Linked DNA regions of Triticum aestivum: region 2 is linked to region 1. Evidence: chromatin contacts called from public Hi-C data. All regions are on one chromosome and are shown on one strand. The core of a region is the stretch at or near the end of the contact, and the rest is flanking DNA. Distances in the headings are between cores, read along the strand shown.

Evidence for each region. A called contact is a pair of places that touch in the nucleus more often than the background predicts.
Region 2: a contact with region 1 is called in a Hi-C map of leaf, with 6 times the contacts expected there. The contact joins the promoter of LOC123166663 here to the enhancer-like site in region 1. A contact is called at or near these places in 4 of 5 Hi-C or Micro-C datasets (leaf and an unstated tissue) and 1 of 1 datasets of contacts at active chromatin or transcription factors (leaf).

Annotation. Positions count from the first base shown.
Region 1 is chr7D:194,807,565-194,814,593 of IWGSC CS RefSeq v2.1, reverse strand. LOC123164435 (G patch domain-containing protein TGH homolog) reads right to left here. Exons shown (of 17, transcript XM_044581917.1): 16 at 5,761-6,666; 17 at 4,350-4,639. The coding sequence ends at 5,878. Among protein-coding and RNA genes, the nearest start is that of LOC123164435, 15 kb to the right of the region's middle. Within about 2 kb of position 3,878, at least 2 of the 8 cell types and tissues checked have an H3K27ac peak or open chromatin away from gene starts, as enhancers often do. A contact at or near this core is called in leaf, where this site is marked.
Region 2 is chr7D:195,070,574-195,077,481 of IWGSC CS RefSeq v2.1, reverse strand. It overlaps LOC123166663 (putative phospholipid-transporting ATPase 9), which reads right to left and starts at 4,610. Exons shown (of 12, transcript XM_044584465.1): 1 at 3,987-4,610; 2 at 3,302-3,878; 3 at 972-2,323; 4 at 784-900; 5 at 407-683; 6 at 228-316; 7 at 12-120. The coding sequence starts at 3,700.

The DNA.
Region 1 (7,029 bases), core at 2,629-5,128:
CACGTCGACATGGTGGCCCCCAACGACGAGGCCGCCCTAAAATGGGCGAAGGAGGACTACGTCCGCGAGCAGGTGCTCCGCCAGCTCCGGGCATACAAGGAGCTCCAGGCCCGGCGCCACGGGCGCGAGGAGGGCGGCATGATCGTCCTCGACAGCGACAAGGACGAGGCCGGGCCCTGGCCAGGGGTGCAGCACGGACGGTGGCGGCTACGGCGGGACGCGCGACGACGACGAGGACGGCGACGACTACACCCGTTTCTATAGGCTTCTCGACATATAGATGGCGAGGCGTAGTTTGCATGTTTTATCTTTTTTTGTACAAACTTCAATGAAATTTCGCTGAGTTCGTGCCGGATCGCCGAGTTCGCACAAACTTGTACCGAAATATCGCCGAGCTCGTGCGATATTGGTGGCGACCTGCAGGCTAACGACTGGGAACGGAGTCACTTCCACGCGCCAAGCTAGCGCCGGTTCGCCCCTAGGCGGCCCTTTTTCGACGTTTTGGGAGCCGAACAGCTGGAGATGCTCTAATAACCAAGTCCAGGTGCTGCTTGCTTGTACAACAGAGCTTCACACCCGTTCAGAAATCCCATTACGGGCCGGCGCGAAATGTCAAGGACAGCGACGAGTTGGCCATCTTCCCTTTCGCCTTTCTGTCCAGAATAGTCGATACATTCACCTAACCAATCAACTGCCACCACTACTAATATCTCACCGGGGGTGCAGTAAGCTGGCACGTAACGATCGCCTTTTTTTTAGAACCACGTAACGATCACCTGGAATCCCTGTCAGTTTCGTTTTGTCTCTTATATTCGTTGCTACTGTAGTACTCCTAGTTGTGTTGGTTACAGGTGGTCGACGAGGACAAATTCCGAGTGGCTGATCTCAACTTGGATGCATTAGCTAGCTACCATTGTTGACGACAAGGTTTGTTCAGGCACGTATTGTGAAAGAAAAAGCTAGGTACTCGTGTGCGAGCCCTGTAGAGTTCTGTTCCTCGATCGCTTTCTCGTTTTGCCTTGGCAACTATGTAGATATGCACACATGCACTTTGATATATAACGTCTTTCGTCAAACAAACAAAAAACTCCCTCCATTCATTCCTTTAGGCTAAGATCTTCTAGTTTTGGGACTTCACAATCCCTGATTTTGTTTATCATCAGCTTGTAAATGATATGACTATTATACGAGGAATAAAAGCTACTCCCTCCATTCCTAAATATTTGTCTTTCTAGAGATTTCAACAAGTGACTACATACGGAGCAAAATGAGTGAATCTACACTCTAAAATATGTCTATATACATCCGTATGTGGTAGTCCATTTGAAATCTCTAAAAAGACAAATATTTAGGAACGGAGGGAGTATTACCCATTAAAAAAAACCTCCCATTCATATTTGCAAGTCAGGCACGAAGATTTAGGTCTTCAATTTGACTAAAAAATATTTGTAATACACCACAAAAATAAATATGTTCTAGAAAAAAACTAAAGCTATATTCTCTGCGACATACATAAAACATGTTCGATCAGCCAAAATTGAAGATTTAGAAAGCCGTGTCTGACTTATAAACCCGGATACTCCCTTCGGACTGGTATTTTAGTCGGTTGGTCATCCCTTGTTTCTTTACCGGACCTATGATAATAACTTCGCCCGGCGTATTTTTCTAAAATTTTCGGAATAACTTATGTACAAAAAGGCTCTCCTTTTTATGCAAGGTATGTACAAAAGAAAAATCTAAAGACCAACTGAATTGAAGAGACTTATAAACCGGATAGTTAGTTTGGGAATAACTTTTTTTTGAAACAAGGCAAAATACTTGCCATTTTCATTGATTAAGAGAGAAGTTTGTGAGATACACGCCACTCAAGCGGCACAAACGCTAACTAATTACTCTTGCATGTGGGAATAACTTCCCCATCATGTTTTTTAATTTTTTAAGAATAAGTTATGCACGAATTAAGATCTAAAGATCAATTGAATTAAAGACCTAAAAACATGTGCCCGACTTAAACTGGGTAGAATTAGTACCTGGATGTTTTTATCTTTTTTTTTCAGCCAGAAAACTGGATTTGATATTCACAGAGTATGCAAATTTCACATATCAATATATTATTTTAAAAATAAAAAAGATTATCAATACATGTTCTGACAGGTGCATGTGAATAAACATTTGAGTACTTGACAATTGAGTCCGAAGTCCGAACCACATTTGTTAGTAGCCAGGCTGTTACCTCACATGATGTGAAAGATTATTTTTAGGGCTTTAATTAAGTCTTGTCTGACTAAGACTTACCAAGTTGGCATTTTACTTAAGATTATTTTGAAATAATAACTGGACGTTGGGCTCCAATAATTGTCGGCATTGTATAAGCTAGCATTGGTCCAATTTGTAAGCAACTAGTACGTGGTATTTAATTTGACTCTAGAGTCTGGAGACATATCATCGGTCGTGATCCTTATTGGAGAAGCATGTTGTCATCACCAAAACGCCAACAATTCAAAATCAAATGCGTTTGTTTCTTCGCAAAAAATAAAATCAATGCGTTTGTTCACGTATGCGAATCGCCCAAGTGATTGAGCTCTAAAGTCAAACGAGCAAGCGCGCTTTGATTATTGTGGGCTGCGCACGTAGAGGAGTTGTTGCCATTCATGGAAGAAGTTTAAGTATGTAAGTACTAAGCATCATTTGTTGTTTATTACTCCCTCCGTCCTAAATATTTGTTGTTAGATTTTAAATGAACTATCACATACGGATGTATATAGACATATTTTAGAGTATAGATTCACTCATTTTGCTCTGTATGTAGTCATTTGTTGAAATCTCTACAAAAACAAATATTTAGTAACGGAGGGAATAACTCACATATCTGGCTATTATATGCCCTAGCTAGATCTTCTTTTGCATTCCTGGCCTTTGGAGTGTCCTAAAAGACATCCCTTCTCGGAGCAGGGTTAAACTAGTAACAGCAGTACAAAAGGACGCCAGATGTACTTAGGGAAAGACACGATCTCTCCTCGGCCACGCAGAAAGAAGCAAAGGCACGGTGACAAAGTTCGCCACCACCACTTCCCTCGGTATCATCCCCCGCTGTAAAACACACTACTCGCGACACTTTCCACGCCATCCCGATCCCGGCCTCACCTGATTGAGTGATTAGCTGTTACCATCGGCGCGATTATACTTAACCGAATTCCACTCTCCAAGAAGACGCACGTAGAACAAGAACAAAATGAGTTCGCGCTAGCTAGCTGCTACATAGTCGGTGCGCAGCACACTTGTCTTCCTCCCGATGCGTGCAGCGCAGCGCATCGCTCGTGTCCGTTTGCAAAGCTGCTGCTATACGTAGTAGTACGTCCGTCCGTCCGTGCACAGGTCCGCGTCGATCGTATCAATCAATCAGTCAGCCGGTCGAATCCGACTTGCCGCGACGCCCGTCGTCGACTGGACGGACGCGGATACCCCGCCTTCTCTTTCGCTTTGTGGTTGGTGGCCGGTAGGTTAACCACCTCCTTCGTGTTGCGCGGGCGGGTGATCGCCCAACCAACAGCCCGCTCGCTCGCTCGCTCGCTCTTATCCCGGGCAACAGCAGCCGGCGTCGCCTTGCGCCCGTCACCACGACCACGAAGCACAGCAGACCGCGCCACACGCCCTACCATGCTGACATAACGTACCCCTAATGCAAGGTGGTCGTCTGGTGCAAGTAGATAGGGTCCAATCAGCCTAGCAGCACGAGAGTTCATAAAACTACTCCATTAGCACCAAAAAGGATCTCCCGCGTCAGATGCTGCTGGAAAGAGAGACAGATACTGTGGGACGCCTTTTCTCTTTTCTTGGCGCTGCTGACACCGTATCTCGCGGCGACTGCGACGGCGACGCCGGGCCCGTCGCAGTTGGCAGCAAACAGAAGTTGGACCAGGCGAGGGCGACGCGTCCGTGCGTTGGAGATGCTGGATGGAATGGCAGCCCGTGCGTGGCTTGCCTCCCGACCCAAGAATCGAATCTTCTAGGCTTCTCCCGCGGGAGTCATCATGCCTGCCTGCTGCTCATGTACTCAGTAGAGTCTGCATGAAGCGAGCGCGCCTTTTCGACACCGGTCCTCGTCATGTCTACATGATGACGTTACCATACGCTCATGTGCTAGTGCACGGGTGCTTCGCCAGGCTTCATTCTGGCGTCCGAGCTCTTTACCTGCTTATGGTTGCTGTTTCGCTGGGCATTTGCATCAACACCACAGGTGCGCAAGCACACAAGCAACACGGAGAACGAACTTTCTTGTCCTAGACCGATATACATTGTGTTGGCATGACAGAAACAGTACTTGTAACTGAAAACAACACCACCGAAAATGAAAATCTAAATACTATGTTAATGACAACCCAATTCTCTTCTATTTACACCTGTTCATGTCTGGCAGTTTGAGTTGTACAAGGGTCCTCAGAGACAGTCTTCCGGAACGGAACGAATTTATGACATGACATAGACAACACAACAGGAGGTAGGGGCACGATGGCAACAGAAACTCCACATACAAAGGAAGGCTGCACGCACAACCCGAATCTCAGTAACTACTACGCAAGAAGCTTCCAGGCTCATCAAATAGTTTTGGATGACTGGATAACACGGCATCAACTTGTGACTGCAACAACACAAAACGGGTACATTAGTTAACCCGCAAAAAAAGAACAAAAAAAAGGGTACACTAGTTTTCCTTGCTCAACAGAAATGCCACAAAGTTAGGTAATAATAAGGGTCGTACAGGAGGAAATCAAGACACAAAAGACAGAAGCCACATCAGGCCTGTAACTCAAAGAATGACTATCCAAAAACCCGGCAACATCTATCAGCCAAATCCGACTGCATTGTGTTTCTTATGAAGAAAGCATCATGTTCACCAAGAGATGTAAATAAACTAGAAAACTATAAACATTCAGGTCGCCACAGTTTGGCTCAAACCAAGCCCATTCCCAGCTAGTTTCCTGCCAAACTCAGCAACTCCTGGATGGAAAACACAACTAGCCTCGTAACCCTTTGGAATTGGGCTTCAAGTAACACAAAGATAACTTTCACTGGTTATATGCAATTTCTTTAAGATTAATATAACTTTGCTAACCGCAACAGTCCGAAATGCAAGTGTAGGACACATTAGTTTGCATGGAGCGAAGCAACACAGTTGACTTAGGGAAGTGTTGTAAAGCAGACCTCGTAGTGCTGCCCAGGTATGTACTCCCTCCGTTCCGAATTACTCGTCGCAGAAATGGATGTATCTAGATGTATTTTAGTTCTAGATACATCCATTTCTGCGACAAGTAATTTGGAACAGAGGGAGTACAGGATACCAGCTTGGCCCAAAACACCATTTGGAAGACCAAACCAACAAGGATCAAATTAGCGGCGCTAGCACACAACTTAAGCTTTGAATTTTCCTTTTTCTTTTTGCTTCCACTTATAGTTCGACAAAAACACTAGAATGGTTTTGTTTCTAGCTCTGCCAGGATTTGTGATCTCCCAATCTTTTAAGGCTATTTGTCCATTCTTGAAGTAAGTGCAGAAAATGTAGGATAACAATTTGAAGTGAAGGACAAGAAAGTGATAGGCATGCTTAGGTAAAATAACAACACGAAGCATCACGTACATTGAAGACAAGAAAGGATCTTCCACCATTATAAATATAAAATACCATATGCAGGTAAAATAACAGCTCACTCAAAATACCATGTACACAAGAACAAAAACATAAGGTTGGTTTAGAATGCTTACTATAAACATCCACTTCAGTATCGGGCCCAACATTTTCACCAACTTGGATGATCTGGAGAAGCTAGTGTGAATTCTTTCGTTTGCAGCCATATATTCCTGTAGCTGTATTCAAGAACATTATGCAGAGTCTTTTCTTCTGTGCCTGCGGTGTTTAGAATGCTTTCTACTTCTGTCTTTATCAGATGATCTTCTACTACTAGATGTATATTTTTCCTTGTATTCATGATCACTAGAATCACTGTCAGACATGCGGGTCTGATGACTCCTTTTCTCCCGACGTTTTCTCTTATTCCTTTGGCTGTCAGAGGACAAATCGCCATCAGGAGTTCTACTCCTGCCTGCTCTATGCCTTGAATGTGACTTTCTTTTCTTACTACTACGTCGTTCATCAGAAGAACCAGAATCTGGTGTTGGACTCCGATTTCGATGATGGGATCTTCTTTTCCTACTCCTATGCCGTTCAATAGAAGTATCAGACTCTGGACTACCGTTCCGAATCTGACGATGTAAAGAGTGTGACCGGCCTATGTCAGCACTATGCTCATATTTGAAATCAAGCTTTTCGACATTGGATGAAGGATCGTCCCCATTACCATTGGCAGCTTCCATCAAACCCAAAGAACCCTCGTTCTCCTTTATCTCCCTAAAAGTAGATGTCTGGCCATTCCTAGATACACTTGCATCAGCCGTTGGAAGGATTTCTGATCTAAATAATACATTCGGTGGCTGGGCAGGTTTCTCTGGAGGAACCTCCAATCCCAGTTCTTTACCCAAAGATTCCAGGAAATCCTCAGCAACAAGACGATTAAGAGCCATGTTGGCACCTTCACTCGTCTTCACTGGGTCCACTTGTTGATTGTTAAGAGGTTCGTCCATATCATCGTCTGAATCATCAGAAAAGATTGCCTGGAAAGCGCAACAAATAACTTGTCAGTACAGAAGTACAGAACCCTCAAGTCCAATTAACCATTTCCTAATTGACAACATAGACAACTGTGGAATCAAAATCAGCAACTGTTGCGCCCACATCACCCATCATAAATTGTAATTTGTGTGTCTAAATAAAATACAGAAAATTCACAGATGCACAACATGCTATACAATATGACCATTTGTGAACTGTAAGAAAGTAATTTGTGCACATATAGTTGCTCTGCTAGTATCTCGCCTCTTGTACTTTTTGTACAGTACACAAATGATCTTATTTTTGCAAGTGCGTATGCATAGTATGTTGTACATACATGATTTTTTTACACATTTTATGGAAAC
Region 2 (6,908 bases), core at 3,361-5,860, 260 kb before region 1:
CATTTATTCACCTTGGCAATGGAATCTTTGTCTCCGTTTTTCTCCAATGCAATGATGTCAGGTGCTTCCAGGGCGATGATTATCTGTGTCATTCCTTGTCTAAGTAGGCTACATGCAAATCTGAAGAAGCACATGAATGATGAATCAGAAAAAGAAATAGTCAGCTTGAACTTCTAGAATCCAGTCGTACTAAAAAGACTATTTACATGCAAAAATACACTAAGTACCCAATATTGATAGCTGTCTCCATTTTGTCACCCGTCAACACCCATATCTTAATTCCTGCTTGTGCAAGCTTGTCAATGCATTCTGGTACCTGATTACAAATGCCATGTAATGAAAAATGACAATTCAATATTTAAAATGAGTTAGACTGGAAAGCATATCCTTGTCATAAAAAACATACCCCTTTCTGGAGCTTGTCTTCAACAGCAGTAGCACCAAGAAGAATCAAGTCCCGCTCAATGCTATCAGCAGCCTCCCCAATTTGTTCATCTCTGTCAGCACTTCCAGATATTTTGGCAGTCCTGAATTTTTCAGCGAAGTTCTCGTACTCTTTCTCATCCAAGACGCGGTACGCAAGAACCAGTGTTCTTAGACCAGAATCAGAATACTCGTTTATGTGCCTTTTAGTCTCTTCCTCAAATTTTCTTCCATCTGGTGCAAGCCTTGTGAACATCACACTATTCACATGGAGAAGACAGATAAGAAGCCATAGGCATATACAAGTTTGCCCGTTAATTGTGAAACAATACAGAAATTTAGAACATGTGGAGTACTTACCTATCAGCGCCCTTGCTAAACAGTAATATCCTCCCCTCTGGCTCTGGTTCCTTCACTATCACAGACATCCGTCTTCGTGAGCTACTGAATTCCAAGACATTTAGGAGCTCATATTTTCTGTAAGAGGATGCTAAAGGTCAAATTTACGTAATAAACAATATCCTTTAATGAAAAAAAAAATTGCATACCTATACTGATAATCTGCAACATTCTGGTTAGGATCGCGTTCACGAATAACTATACTTGTCTGTGTCCTCTTGTAAAACTCAAATCCTAATTCTCTTGCTGCGATAACAAATGCAGCTTCATCAGGGGACTCAGCTTCGTACGAAACTTTATCAGTTTCATCTACTTCAGGTATGCATGTATGGCAGATGGCTAGCAGACGGAAAAAATCCCTGATGACATCTTTATTAGGTTCATGTATCCAATTTCCATCCATTATACGTGGATCCTTCAAATTAAAACCTTTGACATGAGGACTCTCCTCGATTTGTTTCTCCTTGTGCCCTCCAGCTTCTATCTCGTCACCTAGCGGCACCCCTTTCCTCAGGGCCATAGCTTTCTCAACTTCTGTGACAGACTGACCATATGCAGTGCCAGCAATCGAACACTTGATAAACTCCATCATGTTGCAGGTCAAGGTTCCAGTCTTATCAGAGAGAATTGTGTCAACTTGACCTAGTTCTTCGTTTAGATTTGAGGTTCGAGCATGAGTTGGCTTATCTGATTCTTCATCATACATGTCAATGTCCTGGTTGATGAATACAGCCTGTAAGATCTTGACCATCTCAATGGATATGTACAAAGAAATTGGGATAAAGTAGTTGTACAACATTAAGGCTGTCAACAGATGACAAAAGGATGCCAGAGGTGCTCGTTTCGGGTCATAGAAGACGGTCGAATCATCTGGGCGAAGATACCACCGTTTTAGCTCACCATTCCTTAAATCAGCTTTAGTCCATATACCAAAAAAGACTGAACCAAGTAAAGCAATTCCAAGTAAAGAACACAGCAGCAGGTAAATGATGTAATCCATTTTCTTCTCAATCTTGCTTCTTTTAGATGGTGGCTCAGTTGCATTTTGCATCACTTTTGTATCATGACCTGTGAAGATGACAGCCCCATATATGTAATCAGTGTTCCGCAGCTTTGAGTCCCGAAGAAGGAGTTGTTGGGGTGACAGAGGATGCCGCATGCCTTTATAATCCATAGTACCAACAAAAGAATAAAGATTCGCATTCGGATCTTCGCATTTGATTATTTGTCTAAGGTTTGTGAAATCACCATCCTCTTGTAAATCCGATGTCACCTCAAGAGCTTGTTTAATTTTCAAATTTGTTTCACCATCAAGGTTCATAGTCTCTACATAGCAGATCCCATCCGGATAGTTAGATGAAAGTAGAATCAAGTCAGCAGGAAAGAAATTATCCTTCTCCACCTTGATCACATCTCCAATTTTGATATACTTCCATTTTGTCTCTTCAAAACTGCCATTCCCTCTATGTACTTTTACTATTCGATTGTTGAGCTCAATGTCCTGAACGAAGAATTGCAAATATTAACTTAGCATATCAACAGCATGAGAATATACACAGAAATACAAACCAACTAAATCATAGAGATAATGCAGCAAATTAAAGATTAATATTGGTGCAACTAGTCCATCACAAAGATGTGTACCACGTCGATGAATGGAAATTCATAACAAATTTAGCTATGGTCTATCTTAATATCTAGAAAAACTGAACATTTATCTATTCACAGAAAAAAAGTTGATACAACGGAACCATGTGCTACAACTGAGATTATAAATTCTTCCTAAATTAGTTTGTCAGCTGCCTGGGATAGAATGGATCCAGTATAACTCACAATGACATTGTATGACTAGATCTCATGCAAAGTGAAATAACTGAAAATTTAATGTGATGAGACAAAAGTAATTTGTGACGTAGTTCATGGCATTGTTCAGATAGGAAGCTCATAGGTTGGTTGTAACTAAGTGACACATAATATTACGCTAAAAAGGTAAAAATACAAAGCATCACATATTATGTTAACATCCAATGTATCCATACTCCTTTACTTCTTTGGTGGTAGTGCTCTTACCTTCAGTTATTTGTGGTTTCTTACATACTTCAAAATTAACAGTTTAATAGTAAAAAACATATTTTTTACTTCCTGCCGATTTATGACGTTTTATTGGTTGATCCAGAAAGAAAGTTCCACTAGATTTAGGTTCCTCCCTACTTTGTCTTATCATACAAAAAAATCCTTTCAAGATGCAAGCCGAGAGATGCAACTGAATAAAAAAAGAACACCTCATCATCAAGAAAAAGGAAACCCCGTAAGTCCTTGTTGAGCAGTTCATGAAGCAACCATTGGAAAGGTCGGATTATGTGCAGGCATGTTAAGTTCTTTGTGAATCACAACATACTATTCCTATGAGTCGAAAGAAAGTTGGCTTAATATGATTCACTTGTGGTAGGATTTGAACAGAAGATAACAGAAACGATACCTGTTGTTTCCTCCTCCAATCCTCAACCCCTTCTTTCAGCATGGTGGCCGTAATCACGACCGACAATGGCAGTAGCGCGCTTACCGCTGAGTAGGGCGCGAGCGGGGTCAGCGTGAGGATCCCCGAGACGAGGAAGTAGAAGTTGGCCACCCTCCGGAACTGCTCAAAGAGGGACTTGGGCACGAAGGTGACCAACGAGTACTTGGTAGTGGACACCTCATTTCTTGGGTATCTGAAGCCCTCCTCTTCATGCCTGTCTGGATCATTGACGTAGACGACTCGGGAGAACCCCGCCGTGCCAATCTTGGAGTGATCTTCGGTGGAGCCCTTGGCGCAGAGCGCGAAGCTGTACAATGTACTCAGCTTCAGCTTCTCCAGCCTCCTCCTTACCCGTGCCATTTTGACACAACAACCAGATCACCGCACCAGACTACTACTGCCCAGGGCTCACCAGGCTCAGCTCTCTTGCCTAGTGCTGAGATGACAGAACTTTTGGCCTCAAACTTACTGAGTTGAATCTGAAAATTCAGCCCTCAAGAACCAGTGGATGAATCAGGAACAAATCACTGGACTCCCCCTGTGGGCAAGAAGAACCCAGATTTCAGGTGAGAACCCAAGAAACGCCTCGCAATAAATTCGGGGCGCGCTCCCACCCACCAAGAAAGGCTCCACCGCCCCCACCTACCTAAAAAAAGCAGGCGAGGCAGCCACACGAGGAACTGGACAGCACTGGACTAAATCACCTGACCCGGAACGCCTCAACAGAGCTCCGAGATCCCGCCCTGCCGCGGCGCGGCGGCGGCGGCGTCCGGCCGGAACCCCTGAACGCCCGCGTCCCGAAATCCCAGCTCCAGGCGGCAGCGCGGGGGACCCTGATCCATGCGGCGAGGCAGCGCGCGCGGCTTTTTTCTTCCTGTCCGTCCTCCGAGAAACGTCCCCGGGAAAGGAACTTATTGGGCGGAGGAATCCCGCGGGCGGGGGCGGGGCGGCAATGCGCGCGAAGCAGCGGCCGGCAAGGAAGGAACAAGGGCCGGACGGGACCGAACCGACGCGCACGCACGCACGCACGCGGTTTCTTTGTTGGCGCGGCGGACGAATCCAAGACGGGACGCGGACACGGAAGCGGGAGGCTTGGGGATAGGGGGAGGGAGGAAAATTCGAAGCTTTGCCGAGGAAGAGACGGGGGAGCGGGGTCAAATGGAAGGAGGGAGAAGGGTGGAGTGGAGCAGGGGACGACGGACGGACCGGGGATGCGAGAACGGAGGTGGGGAGGGAGAGGCAGAGTCGTGGGCGTGTGCGTGTGCGCGGGTGGGGGTGGGGGAGGGGGGGAGAGGGGTTCTTGGGCTGGCCGGTTTGGTTGTTGGCGCCGCTGCTGCTACTGCTGTGCCTGTCGTGACTGTGCGCTGCCTGGCGCTTTGGGGGGTGGGTAAAACGTGTGTTGGCAAATTTGACAATTTTGACATAGAGACGAAATAAATTTACAGACTGAACTGGGTGCGAAACTATTTCACACCCCTGACCCTTTTGTGTAGCGCCCGCCATGCCGGCGCCACACCCTACGGTGCAGCGCCTAGCTCCGGGGCGTTGCACCTCTGTCCACCGTGGCAGCCCATGGGTCCGCACCCAGCAGTGCAACGCCTCCGAGCTAGGCGCCGCACGTGTAATGTGCAGCGCCTAGCCGCTAGGCGCTACACGTGTAATGTGCAGCGCCTAGCCGCTAGGCGCTGCACTGTGACTTATCCAGCCACTTGGCTGGGCCCCCTCCCCCACCCCCCCACCACACACTCTCTCACTCTCTCCCCGAGCTTTGCCCCCTCTCCCACTCTCCCCCCTCTCAAATCTTCTTCCAAATCTTGCAAATTTGAAGAATTTGTCCATGGATTTCGAAGTCAAACCCTCCCTCAAGGTAATAATCTCCTATCCCCTTTTTTTGATCGAAGTAAAGTTCTCCCATTGCTCATTTGTTGGTAGTTTGGGGAAAACCCTAGTTTTGTTTGGATCTAGAGATTTGCATGGAGATGTGAGATGTTTGTTTGCCAATTTCTATGATTAGGCTTTGTTAGTATGCTAGGGTTATTCTTATGGGTGTTCTTATGTTGGTGCTAGGGTTAGGTTTAGGGCTAGGGTTATGGTTAGGGTTATGGTTATGGTTAGGGTTAGGGTTATGGTTAGGGTTAGGGTTGTTGTTTCATATATATATTAGGGTTTGTATTCGGTGTTAATCCATGGATTAGTACTCATGGAAGCAATGTTACCTTGTGTTCATTGCTTATAGGGATGGGAAGAACATGTGTGTTTGTTCATCATGGGACAAAGACGCCTTTTTGAAAGGCAATAAAGAACCGGACCCGGATGAGTTTGACATGGTGTTTGATAGTAGTCCTAGCTATGCGGAGCTCTTGCAACAAGTTAGGAAAGATTTGAATTGGATGGACCCTAGTGATATCATTGAGTTGGAGGGAAGGCATAATGTTGGTTTTGGAATGCACATCCGTTGGAAGACAATGCGTGTAAACTCGGAGCAACGTTGGGTTGCATACAAGGAGACGGTGGCCGAATCACTAGACAAGGCTCTTGAGTTATTTGCAACGAAGAAGGTTGATTCAAGTTTGCATTTGGACTTGAACCGGAACCCCTCCCCTTTGGTTGCTAGTAGCCCTCCATCCTTGAAGCGAGATGAAATTGTTGAACCTCTTTTGACCCAAGAAGTGAGGCCAACATTGAGCCCTTATAGAAACAACCAAGATGAATCTTTGCAAGAGGACAATGATGAGTATGCGGACGATGACAATGAAGTTGATCTCCATGACAACAATGTGGGTGATCTCGACAAATATCATTTGCAAGAGACAATGGACCATTCCATCCCTTTTTCCCGTGCATATGCATCGGACTCGGATGACGATGGTCCCGATGAACAAGTTGATGCGGAGGGGTTCACGGTGAAGGAGGCCGAAGCTTTCGAGAAGGTATTTGGTCGGGATCATCGGACTACATTGTTCAAGGATGTTAGTCTCGCGGATGAAGCCGTGGTAGATGGTGGCCAATGTGTACCTCTTGGGGTTAGGCCCGAGCTCTCACCGTGATTTGGTAGACGACAAGAACCGGATTGCTAAAGGTTCTAAGTTCGACAGCTTGTTGGATTTGAAGATGTGGCTCGACAACTACTCGGTTACGCATTATCGTCCACACAAGGTGGTCACTCGGACGTCAATGTGCGCTACACGGTTGCATGTGCATGTGAAGATGAAAAGGAGGTCCAACTTGGACTTACAAGAGGCCGTGGTGGTGGTAGAGGTCGTGGAAAGGAGGTCCAACAAGGAGTGGCAAGACGCCGTGGCGGTTGTCCGTGGATTGTGCGTGCAAGACCATGGAAAGGAGGTCCTACTTGGCATGTAGTGAGTTGTGTGCCAACTCACATGTGCCAAGGCAAAAGGGTGGATGGCAAGATTGTGTCCGAAGACCACAAACAACTCACGTCCGAGTTCATCGCTTACAGGCTCTCCAACTCAATATCCACACTTCCAACAATGAGCGTCCAACATGTCATTGACCTTGTGAAAGCCATCTTTCATTACAAGGTGAAATACGGCAAGGCATGGAAGGC